Linked DNA regions of Danio rerio: region 2 is linked to region 1. A link is a contact called in public Hi-C data. All regions are on one chromosome and are shown on one strand. Each heading gives the region's core, a stretch centred on a gene start, on an enhancer-like site or on the middle of the called end of the contact. The rest is flanking DNA. Distances are from core to core; before and after follow the strand shown. Region 1 overlaps LOC137490239 (a long non-coding RNA gene). Region 2 overlaps opa1 (OPA1 mitochondrial dynamin like GTPase).

The links. A called contact is a pair of places that touch in the nucleus more often than the background predicts.
Region 2: a contact with region 1 is called in a Hi-C map of an unstated tissue, with 3 times the contacts expected there. The contact joins two enhancer-like sites. A contact is called at or near these places in 8 of 18 Hi-C or Micro-C datasets (caudal fin, embryo, fibroblasts and 2 more).

The regions. Positions count from the first base shown.
Region 1 is chr6:39,035,668-39,041,738 of GRCz12tu, forward strand. The region is part of intron 1 of LOC137490239 (a long non-coding RNA gene); the gene reads left to right. Among named protein-coding and RNA genes, the nearest start is that of lrrc15, 21 kb to the left of the region's middle. Within about 2 kb of position 3,209, at least 20 of the 62 cell types and tissues checked have an H3K27ac peak or open chromatin away from gene starts, as enhancers often do.
Region 2 is chr6:39,319,742-39,324,975 of GRCz12tu, forward strand. It overlaps opa1 (OPA1 mitochondrial dynamin like GTPase), which reads right to left. Exons shown (of 29, transcript NM_001007298.1): 17 at 5,221-5,234; 18 at 425-489; 19 at 99-175. Among named protein-coding and RNA genes, the nearest start is that of opa1, 30 kb to the right of the region's middle. Within about 2 kb of position 2,205, at least 11 of the 62 cell types and tissues checked have an H3K27ac peak or open chromatin away from gene starts, as enhancers often do.

The DNA of each region.
Region 1 (6,071 bases), core at 1,959-4,458:
AAAATGTCTAAGTTGTTTTATTTTTGAGGGATAATTCACCCCAAAATGAACATTTGCTTCCTCAAGTGGTTTTAAACCTTTGAGTTTCTTTCTTCTATTGAACACTAAAGAAGATATTTTGAAGAAAACTGAAAACCTGTAAAAATTGACCATTGATTTGTAGGAAAAACAAATATGGAATTCACTGGTTACAGGATTCCAGCATTTTTCAATATATTTTCTTTTGTGTTTAGCAGAATAAAATAAAATATAATAAAGGTTTGAAACGAGAAAAGGATGAGTACATAATGACAGAATTTTAAACTATTACTTTACTCAGCTACAGTGGTTGCTCGATGTCTTATACTGTGATTCATATGTGAAGAATATACATGAGGGTGCTTCCAGTCTGAATTAAGTAGTATATGAACAGTATCTCTTTTGTATGCCTCCCTGTTTATACAGTGCATATGCGTCAATGATATCGTCATTGCAATGCATATCCGAAAAAAAAAAATAATAATAAATGTGTAATACAGTTTAAATCACCCATCCCTACAATATTTAAATTATGGTTACCCAGGAGACAAACGGATGGCTTTATGGCTTTACAGAAATGGTGCTGGTAATAGACATGCACTGAAGTTAAGTAGTGGTTCATTCCCTGGCTTTCACTCAGATGTTTATGTTCTGCTGGCTGATGAGCCATGTGGGCATGAGGTTTGGAACTCCCCGGTGCTAAAGCGCGATGTCAAGATAAGAAGGTGAAGGAGAGATCTGGCTTAAAGCATGACTGAATGTTTGACATACTCTGTCTTCAGGCATCCAGTCCCGTGATGAAACGGCATACATGTGCAGTGCACACACAGAGATGACCCTTTCACACATTAAACAAAACTGCTGGAGCAAAACACAGCAGTAGATTGTCCTGTTCATTGTCAGTGGTGTTGGGGAAGGTACTTTGTAGCTTGTTAAGCCATGAGCTATAATGTTAAGTTTTTTTTTTCTCTTTTTTAGGCTGCATTACAGAAACATTAAAAGTGTCAATAAAATTGCTACCAGGTTTTTAAAAAACTTGTGATTGACTGGATGTTTTTGGATTGTTCAATTTGTGTGTTTGTTAAATGATATTTACTAAATTAAACTGCTGTTAGTTGTGCTCTTCAAAAAATCAAACCAGGGTTACTTTTAAATACATTTTACTTGACTTATTTTACTAAAAAGCTATTAATTACTTTACTTTAAAAAGTCAGTAATCCGTTGCCCTAAAAGTGAACAGTTGACAAAAATAAAAAAAGTAAATTTGTAGCTTGAAACTATTGAGTTGAAACTATTGAAACTACAGTAGTTGACTATTAAGTTGACTATTAAGTCTAAATATGGGATAGTTCACTCAAAAATTTATTTATTCACTATTTACTTACCCTCAAGTTGTTCCAAACATTTTTCTTTGTCTTTGTTTCTTTCATCTGTTGAAAAAAAGCAAAAAAAAAAAAAAAAAACTCAAAAACATTTTTTAAGAAAGCTAGAACTTCCATATAGGAAAAACAGATACTATGGAAGTCAATTTTTACAGGTTTCCCAACGCTATCTAATGGAAATTCGTAACTTTTTGATTTAGAGGCTAATTCATTAAAATCTTATTTGTAAAATTTAGTATGTTTTGCTTATCCCCTAATAAATCCCCTATGGATTCAGGGGTGGGGTTATGTGCCAGGCCTCCTTTTAAAATATGTTACATTTTTTGTATGACTCAACTCTGTGTGATTAATCGAAATCATATCGCAATCACGTTTGAAATGTTGTGATTAGATAATCGCAAGAGGCTGCGATATAAAATATATATATTTTTTTATTTTTCCTCACCCAGAGCTAATGCGTGATTGCTGTCTGTGTGTGACCGTTTTATTAGCAAAATTGCACAACCAAACTATGTAGAACATCCACAATAAATAACAAACCAACAGGTAAGTGCGAACAAGTAGGATGATGGCATTTGCCACTTCAGAACCGTTAATAGAGGAATTAATATCAAAGAAAAACATTACATTGATATTATAAGAATATCTTGGTTTTAAAGTCACAGACACCAAACAAAAACAGGTCATTTGTAAGAACTGTCGCAGAATTGTTGCCAATTGTTGATATACACTTCCGCCTCACACATGTTTTTTTCCTATTTCATTTTACTATTATTATTTTCTAATTTATTAATTTTTACAGAAGAAAGAAACTCAAAGACATGAAACAAGCAAAGGGTGAGTAAACGTTTTAACTGACATGTTAGGGTGAACTATTTTGTTAACATTTATTCATTTTTCTTTGGCTTAGTTCTTTTTATTCATCAGGGGTCGCCACAGTGAAATAAACTGCCAACTTATCCATCATATGTTTTACACAGCAGATACCCTTCCATGTGCAACCCAGTACTGGGAGTATTTTGTTAACTTATTTTTATAATTATAGTAATAATTAATTTACTCACTTTTTCAGTCAACTAATCACTTCAAAAGCAATGGTTTTGCTTACTTTTTAAATAAAGTGAGTTACTTTATTTTAATTAAAATAAATTAAATCACTTTTTACAGTGTTTCTGGCAAAGTAATATCTATAAATATGTTATATTTTTATTTAGACTAAATGAGGTTACCAAAAAGAACTGAAAACTAAAGAAAATAACCACTGTGTCAAGAAAAAAAAAATTATTATTTGTAATTTGTAACTCGAGCAACAAACAATCTGTTTGTATGTTTTAACATTAACATTCTATGGCTCATGTCTGCATGTCTGTACATTTAAACACTCGTGCTGTCAGTTTCTTTGTTTAAAAGTTTTTGTTGATTATTACTAGGCGTGCAAATATGTACAAGGCAAAAACAACTTTTTTTCAATTGCTCTTTAATCTCTGTCATGTATCTATGCAGACACGCTGTGGTTTTGACCATGTTAAAAAGGCCAAATTAGAATACAGAATAGAATTATCCAAATTCCACTTAGTGTTAAGAGCCTGTTTCTTGATGGCGTTTCTCTAGTTGTTGTCGTCTCTTGACCAGATGCACTGATAGGGATAGGGCAGGTATAGTGAAAGCCCAGTGGGGGAGACTCTAGAAGTTGGGTGACCCTTAACCCTGGCACTCACATTATTCTTATTGGACGGAGGCCACTGAGGAAGCCGGGACTGCCTGCTGATCTCCACAATACAGCCCTTTCCCCAGGCCATGGTTGGCAGAAAGACCCCCTGGAGCTCTAGTCACCATCTAAAGGCCTTTCAGCACAGTCCGACTGGCCAGGGCCAAGTATCAGAGCGGAGGGGGCAAGCCGGAAAGCAAGAGTGGGAGAAAAAGTTTGAAAAAAAAAAAAAATACAATAACGAATGAAAGTGAAGGGAAACAATGGGCTTTAGAGTCTATCTTAACCTAGCACAACAGTGTCAACATCTGTGATTCTGCTCAAAGGATATAATCTACGCTGAAGAAAGCCTGTCTTCCTCTATGGAAAAGGATACCAATTTTTTTTGTTAATCTTATTTTTGTCATTCAGGAAAAATGTAGCCTTTCAAGAGCACTTAAACCGCACTGTGATGCACGCCACAAATTGTAGTTTTAAAGCAGAGCGCAGAATGGCAAAAGTTCACAGGCTGGTTGCGGGAAATTTATGTCCACATTTATCAAGCAAGGTGATTTGAAGTCTTTCAGGGCGCTCGCGATGCTTTTGAGGCGTCTGAGGCCTGGAAAGTGCAACACATGGTTTGTGTGATTGTAAACATGGCACATGCGAAGCCCAGACGTGTAGGAGTGAATTCTCACGGGGTGTTTTTCGGGAGGGAGGCTGTCACTGCTTCTTTCTTTCTCCTTCACTCAGACGCTTCTCTGCCTCTTTATTGCGGTACATTCCAGCCACAGGACGTGCTGCACATAAAGAGTCACTTCATGTCGCTGACGTCAACCTGAAGGGAGTCAGTGAGTGTCATGACCAGTTTGGATCCCACCCTAATTTATCAGTAACCGCCAATTGGTTCTAACACGGAGTCCGTGGAGATCCAGGTGCTTATCGTTATTTCGGCTTTGTTGTGCCATAAAGAAACTGACAGGATATGGAATGATGTGGGCAGATTGAAAGACGCTTGCATCGTACGACTGCATTTCATTTCCTTTAAATTGTTAAATGAAAGCCTTTTGAATTGATTCATAGATGCAGTTTAGCAGGGAAACAGACAGTTTGCTCTGTGATGCTTTGTGCTAATAGAGCTTTTGCATACATAATCTTTCAGTGTTTTATACAATACGTCTTGTGTGCATTTTGTAAAGTAGGAAAACAGGGAAAAGTGTAGCATGTTTATGCTTATTTGTTTCGAAAATATTTAGCTTAGCTTTGAAAGTTTAGGTTAATCATCATTGACATGTCAGCAGTCATTCATTGCCCACGTGGCATATTTGTTTTAAATAGCAATTACTGTAAATCTAGAAATCACAAATGTGATGTGTTCTTAACAGCAGTGACAATGACAATGTTGAATATGTTTCCTTTTTTTTCAGAATTTTTTTTTTTAATGATGATGTTGACTTGATTTGTACAGTTGAAACCAGAAGATTACATACATTGTATAAAAAGGCACATAACCATTTAAAAAAAAGTCAGATGTTAATGTGAATAAACTTTTTCTTTTTTAGGTAAGTTAGGATTATCAAATTTGTTTCTGCTATGGTTAATAGCAGAATAATGAGAGATATATTTTTAGTAATTGTTATAACTTTTCTTGAAAGCCAAGTTTACATACAATAAGAATATTATGCCTCTGAAAAAAGCTCAGATGATGGTGTCAAGGTTTTGGAAGTTTCTGATTGGCTAATTGACAATTGAGTTAATTGCAGGCACAACTGTAGAATAGTATTTAAGGAAAACCTCAAAAACACTGCTTCATTTTGTGACAACATGGGAAAATCAACAAGCCAGAATCCACAAAAAAAGTCAGATTACAATTTGCTAAATTACACTGGGAAAATAATAATTTTTTGACATGTCCTGTGGTCTGATGGAAATAAGATTAAACTGTTTGGCCACAATGACCAGTGTTACATTTGGAGGACAAAGGGGAAAGCTTACAAGTCTAGGAACACCATACCAACTGTGAAGTATGGGGGTGGCAGCATCATGTTGTCCGACTGTTTCCTGTAGGAGGAACTGGTCCACTTGACAGCATAGATGACATCATGAAGAAAGGACATTATGTAGAAATACTGAAGCAACATCTCAAGACATCAGCCAGGAAATTAAAACTTGGCCACAAATGGCTCTTCCAAACAGACCATGACCCTAAGCATACAGCCAAATTAGTTACAATGTGCTTTAAGGACAACAGAGTGAATGTTTTGAAGTGGCCATCACAAAGCCCTGATCTCAATCCTCTCAAATTTGTGCGCAGAGTTGAAAAAGCTTGTGCAAGCAAGACAGCCTACAAATCTGACTACACCAAATCTGTCAGGAGTAATGGGCCAAAATTTCTTTAAACTATTGTGAGACGCTTGTGAAAGGATACCCTCCTCAAGGATAATTCTCAAAATAAAAATTCTCTAATTATTCTGCCATTTAGCAAATGTAAATCATTTAGGATATCTAACGGAACTAAAATAGTAAACATTTAGTATGATTTAACATCAGACATTTTTTTTTAATGGTTATGTTCCATTGTATGTAAACTTCTGGTTTCAACTGTATATATGGATTACAAATAAAGTAATCCATATATACAAATATATATATATATATATATATATATATATATATATATATATATATATATATATATATATATATATATATATATATATATATATATATATATATATATATATTTGTTCCATGTATCACTTTTACAGACAATGTTTTCACGTTTGACATTACTGTACTGTATGTAAGAAAGCCCAATCACAACAGACCAATGTCATATTGAAAGAAGGTTTTTTCCAAGATTTTTGACTAATGAAAACACCACTGTGATGTAGAAGCAAACCTGTGACCAAATCCACAAGACCAGACTGATGGAAACACAGATCCCAAAATAGAAATCTGATATATATAAATATATGCAAATT
Region 2 (5,234 bases), core at 955-3,454, 280 kb after region 1:
GGTACATTGATATTATGATATTAATTTGATTTTAAAAAATGCTCAATCGATTGAGTACATCTAATTTCATAGCAGTTTTGCAAAAGATAAATGCTCACCAGTGTTTTGGTGTAACTTGACTCAAGCTGATCACCTCATCCAAGATCTCATTTTTGGCCTTCTCGTAGAGCTCGTTCTATGAATTAGGAACATGGTATGACAGTTAGAAAACATATACTTCAGCTTTGGTTTTACCACACATGATTATTATTACATTGTTGCATGATTATTACATGATTTAAGTGCTTTTTTGGGGCGAGGAACCGCACTAATGATGCACCAATTACTTTCGACAATTTTAAATTAGAATACTAAACTAAAATTCAGCAAAGTGTGCAAGACTTAAAAATGTAGTTTAGTTTAGTTCAACCCGCTGATTTCTTACCCTGTCCAGCTCTCGTAAGCGAGGATAGTTGTTCTTCCACTCAGTCTCCAGGTTAAATCGAGAAGCTGCACAGCAAAGAAAATCTGGGTCAGTTTAGATTATTTTAGGTTATACCCAAGTAACGCAGCTAGTTACTTTTTTGGAGAGTAACCCAATGTCGTAATTTATTACTTTTAAAAGTAACTTTCCCTAACACTGATCAGGGGGGCATTTCCGAAAACCATCGTTAGCAAACTGAGGTCGCAAGTTCCGTTGTTACATACAATTAGCTAATTAAGTGTTTCCCAAATCCATCGTTCCAACAAACATTTGCAAACTGTTTGAACTACACCTCTAGAGCTGTAGTTAGAGAAATAGTTCCCAGTTGTGTTCAGTTTGCAGTTATCCCCTCTATGCTCTATTCCTTTCAAATGTTTAGGACAAAAAATAACGAACACGTTGCTTTAAATTTTCATTAAAATGTATATACTGCACGTATTGCTCTGGAGTCAGGAAGTTGTCAGAATCTAACGTTATCCTTAATTATATTTTTTAAGTGCTTTTTTTTAAAGGTAAATGAAAGTCAAACAGTGTGTTGTTAACTGCAAAACTCCCATTAAAATACATAGGAAAAGACCCTAAAAGTTCTGAAAGAGATCAAGTCTCAAGCCGGGTAAGAAAAAAATGCAAAAGTAACTCAATAGTACTGCATTACTTACCATAAAATGTAAATAAGTAATGCAGATAGTTACTTTTTTGGAGAGTAACTCAATATCGTAATTTATTAATTCAAAAAATAACCAACACCCCAACACTGATCAGGGGTGTGTTTCAGAAAACTATCATTAGCCAACTAAAGTCGCAAGTTCCGATGTTACAAACAATTAATTAATTTTGTGTTTCCCGAATCCATCATTCTAAACATTCGCAAACTGCGTCGCTACTTGTGCATTTGAACTAAACCTCTAGAGCTGTAGTTAGAAGCATAGTTCCAGGTTGTGTTCTATTTGCAGTTATTCCCCTATAACCTATTCCTTTCAAATGTTTAAAACAAAAAGTAGCAAACACTTTGCTTTAAACTTTCAATAAACTGTATATACCGCATGTATAGCTCTGGAATCAGAAAGTTCACAGAATCTAACGTTAACCTAATTTATAATTTTTAAAATGTTTTTTAAAGGTAAATGTGTGTTGTTAATTGCAGAGCTGCTATTAAAAAAAGGAAAAAATCCCAAAAGATCTCCTAAAAGAAACTTAGTAACACAACATTTTTTTTTTTTTAGAGTAACTTAATATAGTAATTTTTTCTTTCAAAAGTAACTTTCCCCAACAGTGATCAGGGGTCCGTTTCTGAAAACCATCGTTAGCCAACTAACGTGACTCGAACAACGGATCTGCAATAGAGCAATTACAGTTTTGGGAAACACTCGTCACAACATCAATCTTTTCCCAAATGATGCATCTTACTATTGTAGATCAGCCACGATTTACGCTGTTGTTTGGGAAACGCATCCCAGAACAGATGAATGTTAAACAACGAATACTTGAATAAACCAATTAATTAAGTTCACTTAGTCTCCAAAAACAATAAAGCAAACTTTTGACCAAAACAAACTTTCCAATGACAACAGCCCTATTCCTCAGACGCTTCTTCCCATCTCCCTCTGTACACAGACCCAACCACCAGATAGACTGTGCCGCAGCCGTGATCAATGCATCTGGAGCCAAGCGTGCACTGTATCAGCAACCCCACGTCCCCAAGGGGCCTCATGTCCCCAGCACACACTCGGGCCGGCCGTCTCGCTCACACAATGGAGATGACGCTAATTGCTCTGGTTATCGGGCCGGCCCCAGTGCAGCTGTAGAGATCGATAGCCCACACAAAGGTTTGAGGAGCGTCCCGGGTCAGGCAATAAATCTCCAGGCAGAGCGTTAGCAGCGGTGGCCTGTTAATTGGCAGCGCGGAGGCCTAAAACGTGCCTGCAGCAGAAAGTCTGATGCCGGGGTGAGGTGTGACGAAAATCAGCGCGCGCAGGACTGGGGAACAGGCTCTGGGTTTCAGAGTTAAGTGGCTGTCGAGCTGTTTGGTTTGGATTCTATTAGGGTTTATTTACTGGGTCTCATGAGAGCTGATGTGGACAACGCTTCTCAAAATGCCCTTGAAAATCAGCATCTTATTAAGGACTAAAAATAGAAATGGTAAAACAAAAAGCAAGACAATGTTCCTATGTTCCTTTATTATTTCAATGTTTACAAACACTAGATTTTAGCACTAACGCAGTAGTTTTTAACTATTATGGTTGTACAGTCCAGACAATAACTACAGAACTCAGATATGTTTTGAGTTATTTGAAACTTATGGACGTTTTACTAACTATGGTGATGTTTCCATAGTTTTTAAATTTGTGATTTGAGTAAAATTTATTTATATTTGAATTATGAAAATAATATACACGTAAGCATATCATACACACATACATATCACTCACTATTCATTTTGTGCTATAGCACTAACGCAGTAGTTTTCAACCATTTTGACTGAAAAGCCATGACAATAATTACACAACTCGTATTCATTTCTTAGTTATTTGGGATTTATGAATTTTTTACAAACAGTGGTGATGCTTCTATAGTTTTTAACATTATGATTGCAGTTAAATGTATTTAGATTTGTATTATGAAATAATACATGCACATACAGTTGAATTCAGAATTATTAGCCCCCCTTTGAATTTTTTTTTTTTCCAAATGATGTCATATCATAGTATGATAATTTTCATAGTATGTCTGATAATATTTTTTCTTCTAGAGAACGTTTTATTTGTTACATTTTGACTAGAATATAAGCAGTTTTTAATTTTTTTTAAAACCATTTCAAGGTCAAAATTATTAGCACTTTTAAGTTGTATCTTTTTCCTGATAGTCTACAAAACAAACCATTGTAATACAATAACTTGTCTAATTACCCTAACCTGCCTAGTTAACCTAGTTAAGCCTTTAAATGTCAGTTTAAGCTGTATAGAAGTTGTATAGAAAATATCATGGCAAAGATAAAAGTAATCAGTTATTAGAAATGAGTTATTAAAACATTTATGTTGAGAAATGTGTTGAAAAAAATTTTCTCTCCGCTAAACAGAAATTGGGGAAAAAAAACAAACGGGGGGGGGGTTGGCTAATAATTTAGACTTCAACAGTACATATCACATGCACACACATATGATACACTATATTTCTGTGCTTTATACTTTAAACTCGCAGCCACTTTTGCTCCCATATAACATGACGGCAGCGCAATCCAATCCACAGCACAATCCAAGCAGAAGTTGCATTAACATCACATTTCTCTGGTGGAAAAACAGCACTATATGCAACCATACTGCGTGTTTTGCATTAGACAGAAATAAATCAAAACAGCGGTCAGAAACACTTACTCTAATTTCAACACCTGTGCTGTGAAGTAGGGCTGCACAATATATTGTTAAAGCATCGATATCGCAAAGTGTGCAACCACAAAAGTAACATCACAGGATATGCAACATCGAGTCAGAATTATAGTTAAGCTACAGAACAGGTGATTTGTAGAGTCACTAATATGTTTAACCATTATCTGCTTGTTAAGTGTGACGTCATGCAAAGCGGCTTCCGGGTCCAAGCGCTCTGTTCAACTGAATGGGGAGACTCATGAAATGGTAATAATACACGTTTTTAAAGCAATTTAATACTTTCGAAAATCACAATCGCAATATATATGTCCATGCCTAATATCCAATGGCCAGAAAGTGATTCATTTTTTTATAAATTGTTAAAATTTTGGTATTTGTGATGCAGCAAGCCCAGAGATTGTTGTGTACACTATGACTTCATCTTAAATTAATTTTAATGTGTGATATGAATAAAAAGTGATGATAAACGAATGATTTCTCAACTCAAATGAGTGACTGCTTGGACCCAGAAACAGTATTACATACGTCACCAACACGTCACCACTTAACAAGCGGATAGAGTAAAAGTTTATAATGTGTTTTTAAGAGAGTTCAAAGCATTTGGACACAATAAATTATGATGTTTGGAGTTGCAACAAAGATTAATTGTATTTAACTATTTATTTGAAATGTTTTTATTTATTTATTTAGAATTTTTGGCGTTTCAAGTACCAAAATCTACATTTCAAAGCAAACATAAGATTATATTATGTACACTATTGGCAGATAAAGTTGTTTGTTTTAGGGAAAAAACTAAGAATTTTTAGATATTTGGACAAAGCAAAGTAAGAAAAGCATTTTTGGGCATTGTGATTTTTCAATTTCTGTACCTGAAAACAGTTAGATGCCCAAAAAAAGTGTCAAATACACCATCTTGGCAAAGTGTATTTATAGTTATTGATTATCAAAGAAAAATAAAATATCTCAAAGTTTCATTTTTCCAATATCGTCTTATGACGGTAAGAAAAATAACCATATTTCTTAGAGAATAATATGAATAATGGAAACAGGATTTTTCAGCTTTGCTCCTGACATTAAAACATTATATTGCAATTAAGCCCAAAATAATCACATTATTTGTGATAAACATAGTCAATGTTACAGGGGGATTTACATGTATAAATGTATATATAATTCTCTCAACCTTTTACCCTCTTTATTAAAAGTCATAGAAAATTCTTCAGAGCAAATATGTGTTTCTATTCACTAATATAGATGTTTAGCCAGCTGTGAAATTATTTTCTTTGCTTCTGAGAACCCCAGAAATAACAAATGGATCAATAAATTAAGGATATTTTCATCATTCTCCATCTTATCTAGTAGTCTCTGTCTTACCTTTAAAGGCATCT